2 separate regions of the Ovis aries genome follow, and region 1 is linked to region 2. Evidence: chromatin contacts called from public Hi-C data. All regions are on one chromosome and are shown on one strand. Each heading gives the region's core, a stretch centred on a gene start, on an enhancer-like site or on the middle of the called end of the contact. The rest is flanking DNA. Distances are from core to core; before and after follow the strand shown.

What was found. Hi-C and Micro-C count contacts between places; a contact is called where the count stands out from the background.
Region 1: a contact with region 2 is called in a Hi-C map of tail adipose tissue, with 5 times the contacts expected there. The contact joins two enhancer-like sites. A contact is called at or near these places in 6 of 16 Hi-C or Micro-C datasets (blood, hypothalamus and tail adipose tissue).

The regions. Positions count from the first base shown.
Region 1 is chr24:25,521,132-25,527,526 of ARS-UI_Ramb_v3.0, forward strand. It overlaps IL21R (interleukin 21 receptor), which reads left to right. Exons shown (of 9, transcript NM_001252180.1): 9 at 1-669. The coding sequence ends at 663. Among named protein-coding and RNA genes, the nearest start is that of IL21R, 37 kb to the left of the region's middle. Within about 2 kb of position 1,365, at least 2 of the 54 cell types and tissues checked have an H3K27ac peak or open chromatin away from gene starts, as enhancers often do.
Region 2 is chr24:25,449,977-25,456,456 of ARS-UI_Ramb_v3.0, forward strand. It overlaps LOC105604721 (a long non-coding RNA gene), which reads right to left. Exons shown (of 8, transcript XR_006057868.2): 4 at 4,112-4,187; 5 at 1,816-1,891; 6 at 861-920. Among named protein-coding and RNA genes, the nearest start is that of IL21R, 34 kb to the right of the region's middle. Within about 2 kb of position 1,640, at least 13 of the 54 cell types and tissues checked have an H3K27ac peak or open chromatin away from gene starts, as enhancers often do.

The DNA.
Region 1 (6,395 bases), core at 115-2,614, 71 kb after region 2:
GTACACTTGGCCCTGGAGATGTGCAGCCCGTGCCCACCGCAGGGTACAGCCAAGGGTCTGGTGCCCACGGAGCTGCCGGAACCCACAGAACTGGTGGAAGCTGACGGGGTGCCTGAGCCGGGCTCCTGGGGCCCAGTGCCCTCCACTGCAGGCAGCTTGGGCAGCTCGGTTTACAGCCAGGAGAAGGACCGGCTATATGGCCTGGTGTCCATCGACACGGTGACCGTGGTGGATGCAGAGGGGCTGTGTGACTGGCCCTGCACCTGTGGGGATGATGGCTACCCTGCCCTGAACCTGGACACTGGCCTGGAGCCTGGCCCAGGCACAGAGGATCCGCTCCTGAGCACGGAGGCCACAATCCTGTCTTGTGGCTGCGTCTCGGCCGGTGGCCCCGTGAGGCCGGGCAGCCTCCTTGACCGGCTAAGGCTGTCCCATGAGGATGAGGCAGATTGGACACCCGGGCCGTCGGACAGTGAGGCAGGCTCACCTCCGGTCGGCCTGGACATGAACACGTTTGACAGCGGCTTTGCGGACTCTGATTGTGGCAGCCCTGTGGAGAGTGACTTCAGCAGCCCCAGGGACGAGGAACCCCCCAGGAGCTACCTCCGACAGTGGGTGGTCACGGCCCCTTCACCTACGCCACCGGGATCCCAGGCCAGCTAGTGATGCTCCTGAGCCACAAGCCGCGGACAGGGTCCCCCGGGGGCTATGGAGTGAAGGGGCCTGCAGCTCTGGTCTCCCCGACGGGACGCCTGAGCCTGGTGCTCACACTGTGCATCTGGGGTTCAGGGGCCACTGGCGTGGCTGTGTGCACGCGTGTGTGTGGCCCATGTGCCTGGGTGGACATGGAGCACCCCCGTGGTGATGCCATGTATGTGTCTGTGCCGATGTGAGTTCCCCGTATGCATGAATGTGAGCGGCACATGCCTCTGTGCACGCGAGGACAGCCTCCCTCCTTCCCAGGCACGTGAGGGTGGCCCTCAGGACATGTGCCAAGAGGCCAGTCATGCGCTGGGACCAGGGCCCTCCCTGCCTGGGACAGGCCACAAGCCCAGCACCCAGCACCCCCCACCCCAGGTCCTGCCTCTGGGAGCTGCACAAGGTCCACACTCTTCCTCATCACCTCGCAGGGGGCGGGAAAGGGGACCAAGTAAGCCCATCACGACCCTGGGGGTGGGAAGACTGGGAGGGTGGGCGATGAATGTAGCTCTGAATCCTGACTCTGACACCTCCTGGCTGCGCCATCTTCGGCGAGTCGCTTCCCCTCTCTGGGCTGGAGTTTCCTGTCTGGACCATGTGGGTGGCCTGACCTACCCTGTGGAGAAATCAGAGAGGTCGCCCACATACGGTGTGCAGCCCAGAGCCTCAATAAACATCAGCTTCCTTCCTTCTGCGGCCAGGACCACGGTCTGTGCTGGAGGTTGGGTGGGGCTGAGAAACCAGACAAGACGCAGGTACCTGCGGGCTGTCCCGCCCTGCAGAGGGGCACCTGGGGGATTTTGGGCTGAAAACCAGCTTTGTATCTTAGAATCAGCCCCTCAGCAACCAAGATTTTGTTTTTGGGTGCCTGCTGCGCGTTTGTTGTTCCCATTATGCGCCCAAGAGATATTTATTGAGTACACACAGGTGCTGGGATGCTGGGAGAGGACCCTCCTCGGGGCACTCACGGTGGGGGAGGGACACTGGTCTAGGTAGTAAGGACATGGTGGTCCTGGTCCCTGGCATCTTAACTGTTCATCCTGGGGAATTAGAGGGAGTCAAGTTCTTGACAGTTTGTCAGAGAGCCTGCTGAAATGTGAAATTAAGATGCTAAGAAAATACTTCTTTGTGACATTTTGAAGGCAACTTACTGAACGTCAGCTTTTCACAGGAGCTGGAAATCGGTGCTGCATGTTGCAAACAATTCTTACTTTAAAAAAGGAAAAAAGATCCCAGGAAAATCAGAATGGACATCTCCGTAGTGGGGCATAACGTGCAGAAGTATTCCCATCCCCTTCTCTAGAGCCCGATAGAAATAAAAATCAGAAAGGAAAAGAGATCATTTTTCTCCTAAGGGTGCTCACCTTTAAAGGCAGGGTTTTCGAGGCCACTGAACAGGGTTAAAATAGCGGAGTCTGTTTCAGCCACCAGCTCTCGGAGCCCTGAGGGACTCTCTGCCCTGGCCTGGCCCTGCCTGGCCTGTGGTTCTTCCCAAACGTCAGGCTGCAGGGCATCACCTGAAGCTCTGGGCTGTCTCTGCTTTTGGATGAGGCTGACCTGTCAGTCCTGCCGATGGCTCCTCTGACTTCTAAGTTGCTGAGAGAACACCAGATGCCTTGGTTCTGAAAATTCTAGAACACTGATGGTCTTAACAGTGGGACTGGGATCAGGATGTGCGGGGTGCAGATGGGAGCACAGGTGTGAAACCACAGCTCCTGCAGGTGTGAGCAGCCCTCCCCACCCCCCCGCCGTCACCCCGGAGACGCTTGGGCCAAGGTGTGCTGTGGTTTTCACACCTTCAGGGAGACCACGGGCTCCAGGCGCTCATGAGCCCCTGGCTCTCCGGGGAAGCAGCTCAGCTCTCCAGCACCCAGAGCTCCGGGCCCAGGTGTAGGGAGAGGGGACACCTGCGACCCCCGCTGATGGCAGGCCAGGGTGGGGGAGGGGCATGGGTCTCTGGCCTGGGCCAGACAGGACTCCTCACCGACACTGGGTCTTTGAAGGGGACCCAGCTCATAAAAGTGCAGAAGGGAGACAGGAGCTGGCCCACCTGGGGGGCTGGAGTACCAGGAGGGGGGTGGGTGGATGACCGATGGACGAGTGGGTGCGTTAGTGGGTGGACGGAAGAAGGATGGTCTAGGCCGGAAGGAAGAACAGTTGGATGGATGGATGGAGATAAACAGTTGCTAGAGACAAGGATGAAGTGCCAAACACAAGCTCCAGGAAGGTAGCAACTTCACCTCTTGTGTTCGCTGCTTCACTCCCGATCAGGCACATAGGGAGCCCTCCTCAGTAAAGCCTGATTTGCAGCGTTTGCTTATTTCCACGGTGTAAACATTTCACCACGGTCAATTTCAAGCCAGCAACTTGACGGCTTCAAACACGGGATTGGAAGAGATGTTTATAATCGATACTCCTGGCTGGTAGGAGGCAACCCCAGCACTTGGATGGGAGATCAGAGCAGGCAGTAGGAAGGCCCTGGGGGTCTTCAGGGAGGAGGTGGCATTTGTTGGGCTCTGGAAAATGAATAGGAGCTGTAAGGGACACCAGCTACTCAGGCAGAGGGAAGAGCTTGAGCAAAGGCCTGGAGGTGTGGCTGAGCCCTAAACATGGGGTGGGGTGGGGGGCTCGGAGGTCCCCGTCACCCAGCGTCCAGGCCACACAGTTACTAACAACCCTGTCTTTGGAGGCAGGAGGGTGCCACCCACTGCTCCTGGCCCAGCCCTTTTCCATCTGCAGGCTCCCAGGGGCGGGATATCCATTCAACAAATGAAGTGAAGGTGCAGAAGGGACCAGTGACTTGTCTGCGGTCACACCCTGAATTAAAGGTCAGAGTCAGAACTTGAACTCTGGGCTCCTGACCTCAAGTCCAAACTCTCTTCATCTTGCTCTGCTGGAGGGCACCTGGGTCAGGAGGGAAGAAACAGCCATGGGTGCCCGAGATTGTGTCAGCACCACTGGGGGGCTGACCCCAGCTCTGGGAATGGCTACGTGACCCGGCCCCCCCGACCCCTAGAGAACATCTGAGCTCATCTGAGACGAGGCCAACACACTGGAAAGCAGGGCTGGGAAGCGGACTCATATTCCTGATAATACCTCTTAAGCTCTTGGATCCAGCCATGCCTGAAACTACACTCCCCTTGGGCTTTTGCGGTACATCTCTGGGGGCAAAAGACGTGAGCATCCTCTTTTTAAAAACTGATGGCCCCAGAAAATAAATTTTAGATTCTGCAATTTGAGGGGGGTTGTCTCTCAGCATCATGCTAGCCACCCACCCAAGGCAAACCCCATCTCTGGAAAGGGGACTAAGTGGAGAGGGCTTTGAGCCTGGACGGCCTGAGTTGGGAAACTAGGAGACCCAATTACTAGCTTTCAACCTGCAGAAACCATTTCACTTCCTTATGTCTGTTTTTTCATACATGGAATGGGTATATTGATCAGGACCAGGAATCAATACGTGTGAAGTATGGATAGCGGTGTCCGGCACATTGGAAGTGCTTAGAAAATGTTGTTACTTTACCATTTTTGTGGACAAATTAGCCCCACCCTGACCCCCGCTCCCATATACTTTGGTTGGCCTCAACCTTAAATTTGGCTGGACAATGAGCTGCATGTACGTGCATGTACGTTCAGTTCTGTCCCTGGCATTTTCCAGGCAAGAATACCAGAGTGGGTTGCCATTTCCTTCTCGAGGGGATCTTCTTGATCCAGGGACTGAACCTCTCTTGGGTTCTTGGGTCTCTTGGGTCTCCTACATTGGCAGCCGGATTCTGGGCCACCTGGGAAGCCCAAACCACAAGCTATTAATACAGACATCTGGAGACCAGACCAGCCCTCAGCAAACGGAGATGTTGGGTGGCTGCTGCCACCTGCTGGTGAGCACTGGAACTTGGCTGAGGAGCCAGCTGAAGGCGGTGTGCTCCCTGCGCTGAGGTCCAGGGGCTGCACTCGCATCTGCCTGGCACCGTCAGCTGGCTACACAATTGTCCCAGCAACTCGGTGTGGTGGGAACGTTCACAAGGTGAACCGGTAGGTTCTTTTGGTCACAATGCTGTTAGTTTTAGATGCACAGCAAAATGATTTTTCTCTTTTTTTTTGCAGATTATATTTCATATAGCTTATTACAAGACACTGGGTATAATTCCCTGTGCTACAAGGTAATTCTTGGTTCCCTGTTTTATGTATAGGGCTTCCCTGGTGGCTGAGAGGATAAAGCATCTGCCTGCAATGCAGGAGACCTGGGTTCAATCCCTGGGTTGGGAAGATCCCCTGGAGAAGGAAATGGCAACCCACTCCAGTATTCTTGCCTGGAGAATCCCATGGACAGAGGAGTCTGGCGGGCTACAGCCCACAGGGTCGCAAGAGTCGGACACAACTGAGCGACACTGTGTGTGTGTGTGTGTTTTATGTACAGTAGCTTGTATCTGTTAATCCTAACCTTACAATTTGTCCCTCCCCTTCGGTAACCGTGGTAGGTTCTTTTTTATTATTTATTTACAGTACGTTCTTTTCCATTTTTTCCTTATAATTTTTTAAATTTAAAATTTGTTTTAAAAATTCTTATTTATTTTTCTTTTTTAGTAGGTTCTTTTTAACACTCAACAAGGGATGAATTCTACTCCTTGGGTGGGTGGGCCTGCATTGGGCACCAGGCGGGGTGGGTGGTGAGACCACACTCAGCAGGGAGATCACGTGTGCACACGCACGCACACATGCATATAAAAAATACACGTGTGCACACATAAAAATACACATACACTTCACACAGACAGCACACACATATAAAAATACACACTTCACACGCATGCATATAAAAATATACACTTCACATACACATACGCATATAAATACACATACACTTCACGCATACACACACACACGCATATAAAACATATACTTCACACATACACGCACATATAAAAATACATATACACTTCACACACACGCATATAAAAAATACACATCTACTTCACGCACACACATAAAAAATACACATACACTTCACACAAACACATATAAAAAATACACATACACTTCACACACACACGCATATAAAAATACACACTTCGCGCACACACACACGCATATAAAAAATACATACACTTCACACACACGCATATAAAAAATACATGCACACTTCACACACACACACACACATGCGGGAAATTCCCTGGCATAAGTGGGTCAAGGACCCAGGGGAAGGGTGGGGAGTCAGGTGAAGCTAGAGGACACTCAGCCCAGGGTTCTGGGTAGCCATGGGCAAAGTGAGGCTGGAAGGGGAGGAAGGGGATGTGGGAGGCTGGCAGCTGCCAGACACTGAGCGAGATCTGATTGGGCTCCAGGAGGAAGGGAGGCGGGGCCTGGGAAGGCAGAGGAGAAGATGCTCAGTGGGGAAGACCAGGAAGCAATTTCAACCAAGAGGGAGTAATCATCAGGACCTCAGTGCCAGGACTCCCGTCTAGACTTAGCTCCTAACTCTGCACGGCTCTCTATGTGCAGACACCGATGTGCAAGGGCACTCCAGGGTGAGCCACAGCTGGAGCTGTGTCAGTACGCAAAATGCCATCACAGGGCTGTGATTTCTCAGGGGTGGGGAGCATAAAAGGTATGTAAATGCAGAGAAAAAGGCCTGGAGAAGAAAGCAGCCTGCAGGTTTAGGTGTTTAAAGAGAATGGATTAGCTGTGGCTTATATAAG
Region 2 (6,480 bases), core at 390-2,889:
CCATAAATCAGCTGAGGAAGTGTTATCTAGGGAGTTCAGAGAGGAGCTACAGCAGAGGATATGGGGGAGGGATCTGTCCCCAGATGGCCCCATAGAGTCCTACTCCGTGTTACATCAGGAAGGGATTTATAGCAAGACAAGTAATTGTCCAGAATAAGGCTATCCAACAGAAATTTTTGCTATGATGGAAAACTTTCACTTTGTCCAATACCGTAGCACTAGCCACCTATGGCTGTTATACACTTGACATATGGTTAGTGTGGATGAGGAACTGATTTTTTGAATTTTATTGAATTAATATTTAAATAGTCACAGGTGGCTAGTGATTACAGTAGGGACAGTGTGGGGCTAGATTATTAAAGCCCAAGGTACAACTTTATCAATTGCCTCAGCGTGGAGGAGAAAGGGTATTGGTCCGGAGAGACGAAAGGAGAGCTATGGGTCAGACTGCCTCAAATGTTAGCCCCAGAGCTATGGAGGGGCAGGGTCTAACGGATCTGGTGGGACCAGTGCGAGACTGCCCTGGCCAAGTAAGAAGTTGGCAGCTGGTGTGGGCAGAGCAAGATGCTAGCAGCGTGAGTTTCCCACCATTCCCCTCAAATGTGGACCAGAGGTGTGGAGAGCAAGAGAGAGGTCCCACAATAGCAGCACCAAAGAGGGCTTGGTGCACCCCTTAGGAAGTTCTCAAAACCTGGAGAGACCTCCAGAGACACTGAATTCAGGGTCTCTCCAACCCAACTCCGCATACCCCCAGCCTCGATTTTGCAAAGATTTTTCCAGGGGGGTGGGGATGGCAAGGTGGGGACTGTTTACACTTTAGTTTTTTTATTAAAAAAAAAAAACCCAAACCCCCTACTTACCACTTTTTTTTTCTGATTACTAAATTGGCACGTGCTGGCCTTCTCTGATTCAGAGAAAACCTAAAGGTATAAATAGGAAAGTGAAAACCACCGGAAATCCCATCCCCCTCCCAGGCACCTGGCATCACGTGGGCAGTCCCCAAATGTTATGTTTGTTTTTAAAGGTGTATCTCTGTTAACATCCTGTTGAATAATCTTTCTGACATTACTTTCCCACGAAAGTTATTCATTAAACACGCACACACCCACACAAACAGCTAGAAGTTTCTGAGTCCCCGCTGCAAGAGAGGCATCTGATCTTACTGGATCCTCACAGCAGCCGGAGGCCTCTGTGGGAGACATTTCCATGATGTACCCCGACTGCTAACCACTCTTGTTTGCCGTTTGTCTAGATTCTTTTACCCCTTTTATAGGTGAGAACACTGAGACTCAGAGAAGCAAGGGCTCTGCACTCATCCTGCCTCAGTTTGGAACCGACCTTTGCCAATTCGGAGCTGTGTGACTGTGGACACAGTATTGACCCCTCTGGGCCTGTTTCCTCCCCAGCAAAGATGGATAAGAGAAGTCCCCTGGCAGCCCACAGTGGTGGAGTGAGGAGTGGATGTCTTGATGGGTGAAAGCCAGGCGATGCCCAGCTGTTCTTGTGATTCACTTGCCTAAGCTCCCTGACAGCAGTAGAACAACGCCAGATCTTCCTTAAAATCCCACCCTTTTCCAGCTTTATTAAGGAGCCGAGGACACGAGACCGGGCAGAGCAGATGGGCTGGAGACCAGCTCCTTGGTTCTTGCTGCCCCCTAGTGGCCCACTCTTGCCCTGCGCCTGCATCAGTGCCCAGGGAGGAGCCACACCCAGAAAACTAGACCTGGGGTATCTCCACCCTCCTGACCTCACCTCTGTTTCATCCCTGCCTTTCTCCTCCATCTCCTCCAGCACCTGGTAAAGGGCTTGACTTACGTTCGGAGCTCAGGGTGCTCCAAGGATCAGCGGTGTGGCTCAGAGCCAGTCGTGCCATCCATGCTTCCTTCCTCCTCTGTAAAATGGGAATAATATTAGAACTGACCTCATGGATGTTAGAGTTAAATGTGTTAATACACATAGGGCTGAAAGAGGTGCCTGCACACAGTTAATGCTTTCTGAATGTTTCCTAGCATTATTGTTATTATACTGAATGGGTCTGTGGGTGTCATGGAGAGAAAGTGAAAGTTGTTCAGTCGTGTCCGACTCTTTGTGACCCCGTGGACTATACAGTCCATGGAATTCTCCAGGCCAGAATACTAGAGTGGGTTGCTGCTAAGTCACTTCAGTCGTGTCCGACTCTGTGCGACCCCATGGACCGCAGCCCACCAGGCTACCCTGTCCCTGGGATTCTCCAGGCAAGAACATTGGAGTGGGTTGCCATTTCCTTCTCCAATGCATCAAAGTGAAAAGTGAAAGTGAAGTCGCTCAGTCGTGTCCGACCTCAGTGACCCCATGGACTGCAGCCTTCCAGGCTCCTCCATCCATGGGATTTTCCAGGCAAGAGTACTGGAGTGGGGTGCCATTGCCTTCTCCAACTAGAGTGGGTAGCCATTCCCTTCTCCAGGGAATCTCTAAGTCTTCTGTATTGCAAGCAGATTCTCTACCAGCTGAGCCACAAGGGAAGCCCAGGGGAGGGCATGAAACATAATTAAAGGAAATAACCACATTCTAAATTTAATGGACTAACTGGACCAATAGAAATCCGAGACAAAAATCGTCCTGAAGGAATGACCCCACCGACTGTATTTGTATGTGTCCGAATCACTTCTACAAGCCATCCGCATGCAGAGGCAGAGTTCGTACATTTGCACAGGTTGATATCATGCATTTCTCATCATATATTCACATTTATTATATGACAGGTCTTTCCAGAGAAGGAGAGCAAAACAAGAGAGACCAAGATGCAGAGAGAGAGAGAGAAACACAAAACGAACTTCTAGGTTGAACTTGACTCCAACCACAAAATGACTTCTGACTCATGCTGTAGACTGATTCCTCACCCAGCCGTGGACCTATTCGTGATCCTGGCTGCACGTTGGACCCAGCCACGTGCTGATCCCCAGCCCTGGCCACGGAATTATCTTTGACCCCAGCCCAGAGACCAATCTCTGACTCTAGCCACCCAGACCCCTTACTCCTATACACTGACACCCCACCCTATCTGGAAATTTGGATTTTCTGATTTCAGCTGGTAAATTCAGCTTGAGTTGGTCAACATATCTGGTCTGTCTCTCCTTCCTCTCTGCCTTGGAAGTGAGGAGAAAGCTCATAGTTCTCCTTTTTAATCAAAGAGGACACAGTTAAGAAAGGCCCCTTTGCCACCTTCTGTTCTGCTTTGGATGTGATGTCTGGTGGTTTGGCAGCCATCTTGTGATCATGAGGGGACAAGCTTGGAGAAGAAAGATAGTGTTCTGAATGTGGCAGAGTGAGAGGGAAGAAAAAAAAGGGCCTGGATCTTTGATGATATCACCAAGTGATCAAATCGACCTCTGTATTCTGAAACAAACCATAAACATGCTTTTGTTTAAACCATGTAGTTTTTCTTTTGTAATCACAAAGCAGCTTTAAAGACTGTAGTCAGTAGAGTAACGAACCCCTAAAAACGATCACATCCTAATCTCTGGAAACTGTGGACATGTTACACTGCAAAGGAGAATCAGAGTCGCAGATGGAATGAGATTGCTAATTAACTGACCTTGAGATGGGAAATTATCCTGATTATGTGGATGGGCTGATAGAATCAGAGTTTATAAGTCAAAGAGGGATGTAGGAGAGTTACAGTCAGAGAGAGATTTGGAAATGCTACCCTACTGGCTCTGCAGGTGGAAGTAGGAGCTGGGAGCTAAGTAATTTTAGCTAGCGGTTAAATTTTAGCTAGCCGGGAGCTAGCGGTTTTCTAGGCAGGAAACCGCAAGAGGTTAGAAAAGTCTAGGAGCAGACTCTCCTTTTGTGTCTCCAGAAGGCACACAGCCCTGCTGACATCTTGGTTTTCAGCTCAGTGAGACCAATTTCAGACCTCTGACCTCCAGCACTAGAAGGTAACACATTTTTGTATTTCAGGCCACTGCTTACTGCAGCAGTAGGAAACGAATCCACAGATACTTCTCCTGCATCTGGACACATCCCAGCCTTCTTTTCCTCAAGCCCTTCCTCCATCACCATCCCCTCCCTCATTTTTGCCACCCAATCCCCACTTCCAGAAGGTTCTGCTGTATCTCTGCCTGCTCCTTACCTCCATCAGCATCCATTATTTCTTGCTGAAGTGGACATGGTGCAGGGCTGAACCTCAAGGACAGGACACCAGGGTCCTTGATTGCCGGGAGCCAGCACAGGAGATTCCACCCATGACAAGGCCATGCAAAGGAGACTTGATAAGCAAGGCTTCAGGACTCGAGGGACTCCCTGGGCCATCCCACCCATGACAAGGTCATGCAGAAGAGACCTGATAAGCAAGCCTTCAGGACTCGAGAGACCCCCCCTGGACCTGCTTGAGCATCTAACCCCAAACCAGAATCTGTCTGTCTTACTATTTTATGTCTTTCACCAACTCTTCTGACATTAACAGGGGGCTGTCCCTGACCACATTCCTCTGGAAAAAGTCAACTTAGGGCTCTAGCTAATAAGTCTCCTGGACATGATAGGAGTGTTTCAGTTCAAACCCCTTTGATGGCTTTCTAGCTTGCCTGACAGGTTTATCCAGACTCTTGCAGCTATGCATGTGATTGTTTACAGCGTTCCAACCGTGAGAGGCATAGGAAGCCTAAAATATTCTTAAAATATAGAGCCTTTCGAAGAGTTAAAGACTATTAGAGTAGTGCTGGTGTAGAATTTCACTGTTGAGCCAATGCTTGCTGCCAAGTTCCCATATCCCTTATCCATTGTACACCTGGGAGTACATTAGTTAACATAGCTGGAATGTAAGAAAAACAAATAGTAGCCTTGAATTTAACCACATCAGACCTTTGAGCTAATTGATTCTTTCTTTGTTGTAACTCTCTGCACCTTGCTCCGTGAGAATGTAACTCTGTCTGATACTTTCTGAGGCTGAAGTAGATTAGAAATATAAAGAAAAAACATTTCAAGGGAAAATAAGTTTTCTGGTTGAGCAGCCTTTATCAAAAGAGGATCATAAAGTGTTCACAGGCCTCCAAGGCCGGAAGATAATGTACACAACATTGTTTATGGGAAAGGTATGCAGAAAAAATCCTGGTTTCGATAAAGACAAAACAGATGTAATGTTTGGGCTGACTCTATATGACTTTGCATCTTTCATTTCCCTCTATGTACAAGTCAAGATATAAAAGTTCTTTTTGAAAATAAAGTTAGGGGCCTCACTCACTGAAGCTTGGTCACCCCGTGTCAATCATTCATTCATTCATTCATTCGCCAACGTCGTCCATCCTGAGGGTATCCCTGGACTCTGCTGAGGGTGGACCCTGGCACTTGATGCTCTGAGGTCCTCTTGCTAAACTTCCTGATCATCTTATCTTTGAACCTGAGCTGTGCAAAGGAAGTCCCATGGGACAGTGGAGCATGTGCCAAGGCTTGGAGACTCTGCTCACACCCCCTGCCATCTGTCTGCTGACCTGAGAGAGGGTCTTAGCCACCTACTTCTGTACTCCTTGGCCCTCTGGAAACCACTCGGCCTCGCCCTTCCCACCCGCATCCATTATTCACTGGAGAGCGCTGGACGCAGGCATAAGGGAAGGTGGAGCTCAGTTGCTCACCTCATGGGATCTTGGTGAAGAGTGTGATGGTAACCGTCCCCTCCACCTGCAACCAGTGTGTCTATCAGGTGGCCTGAGGTCTCAGCTTAGCCGAAACAAGCCTCTTGCCCCTTCCCCATCCAGATACCGAGAGTGACCATCTTGAATGCTTAGTACTTTTTGAACAAGAAGGCCTGCATTTTCATTTTGCCCTGAGCCCCTCAGATTCTGTAGCCTTTCCTGACATGGAGTCTTTCTTTCTCTCTAGGGCTCCCCCAACTCCCTCTGGTCCCCCAGACCCCACCACTTCCCTATGTTTTCACTTTCATCCCTGAGCAGACTTCTTCCTATCAATGTGTTCTAGTCCCTTCCATCTGCAGACTAAAGCTTCCCTCCACTGACCTCCGACTTCTCCTTCCCTCTCTCTTTCTCTTTCCTTCCTTCTCAGTCACAGTTCTCGAAAACTGTCTTCTGTCTCCATCACCACTTCCTCCCAGCACACCCCCTCCTCCACCATCCTCTCTGTGCGGGAGCTGCCTGCACTTCTGCCAGGAGCTTGCTTTCATGGACACTGAATGCCAGTCCCAGGCCTCTTTCAATCCCTAGCTTTCTGTGGTACCAGCTTCCCTCTTGTTCTTAAAACTCCGCCCTTCTGGGTGTTTTTGCTACAGGCTGTTTGCTTCTGGTCAGTCTCCTTTTCCAGGTCTTCTCTGCCCTCCCTGAAATGTTGGGGGTTCTTTACACACAAACACACACACACACACACCATGGGGAATCATATCTGTGTCCATACAGATGTTTGGCATCCTTTACACACACACACACACACACACACACACACACACACACTCACCCTATGGGGAATCTTATCTGTGTCCATACAGATTATAGCCAA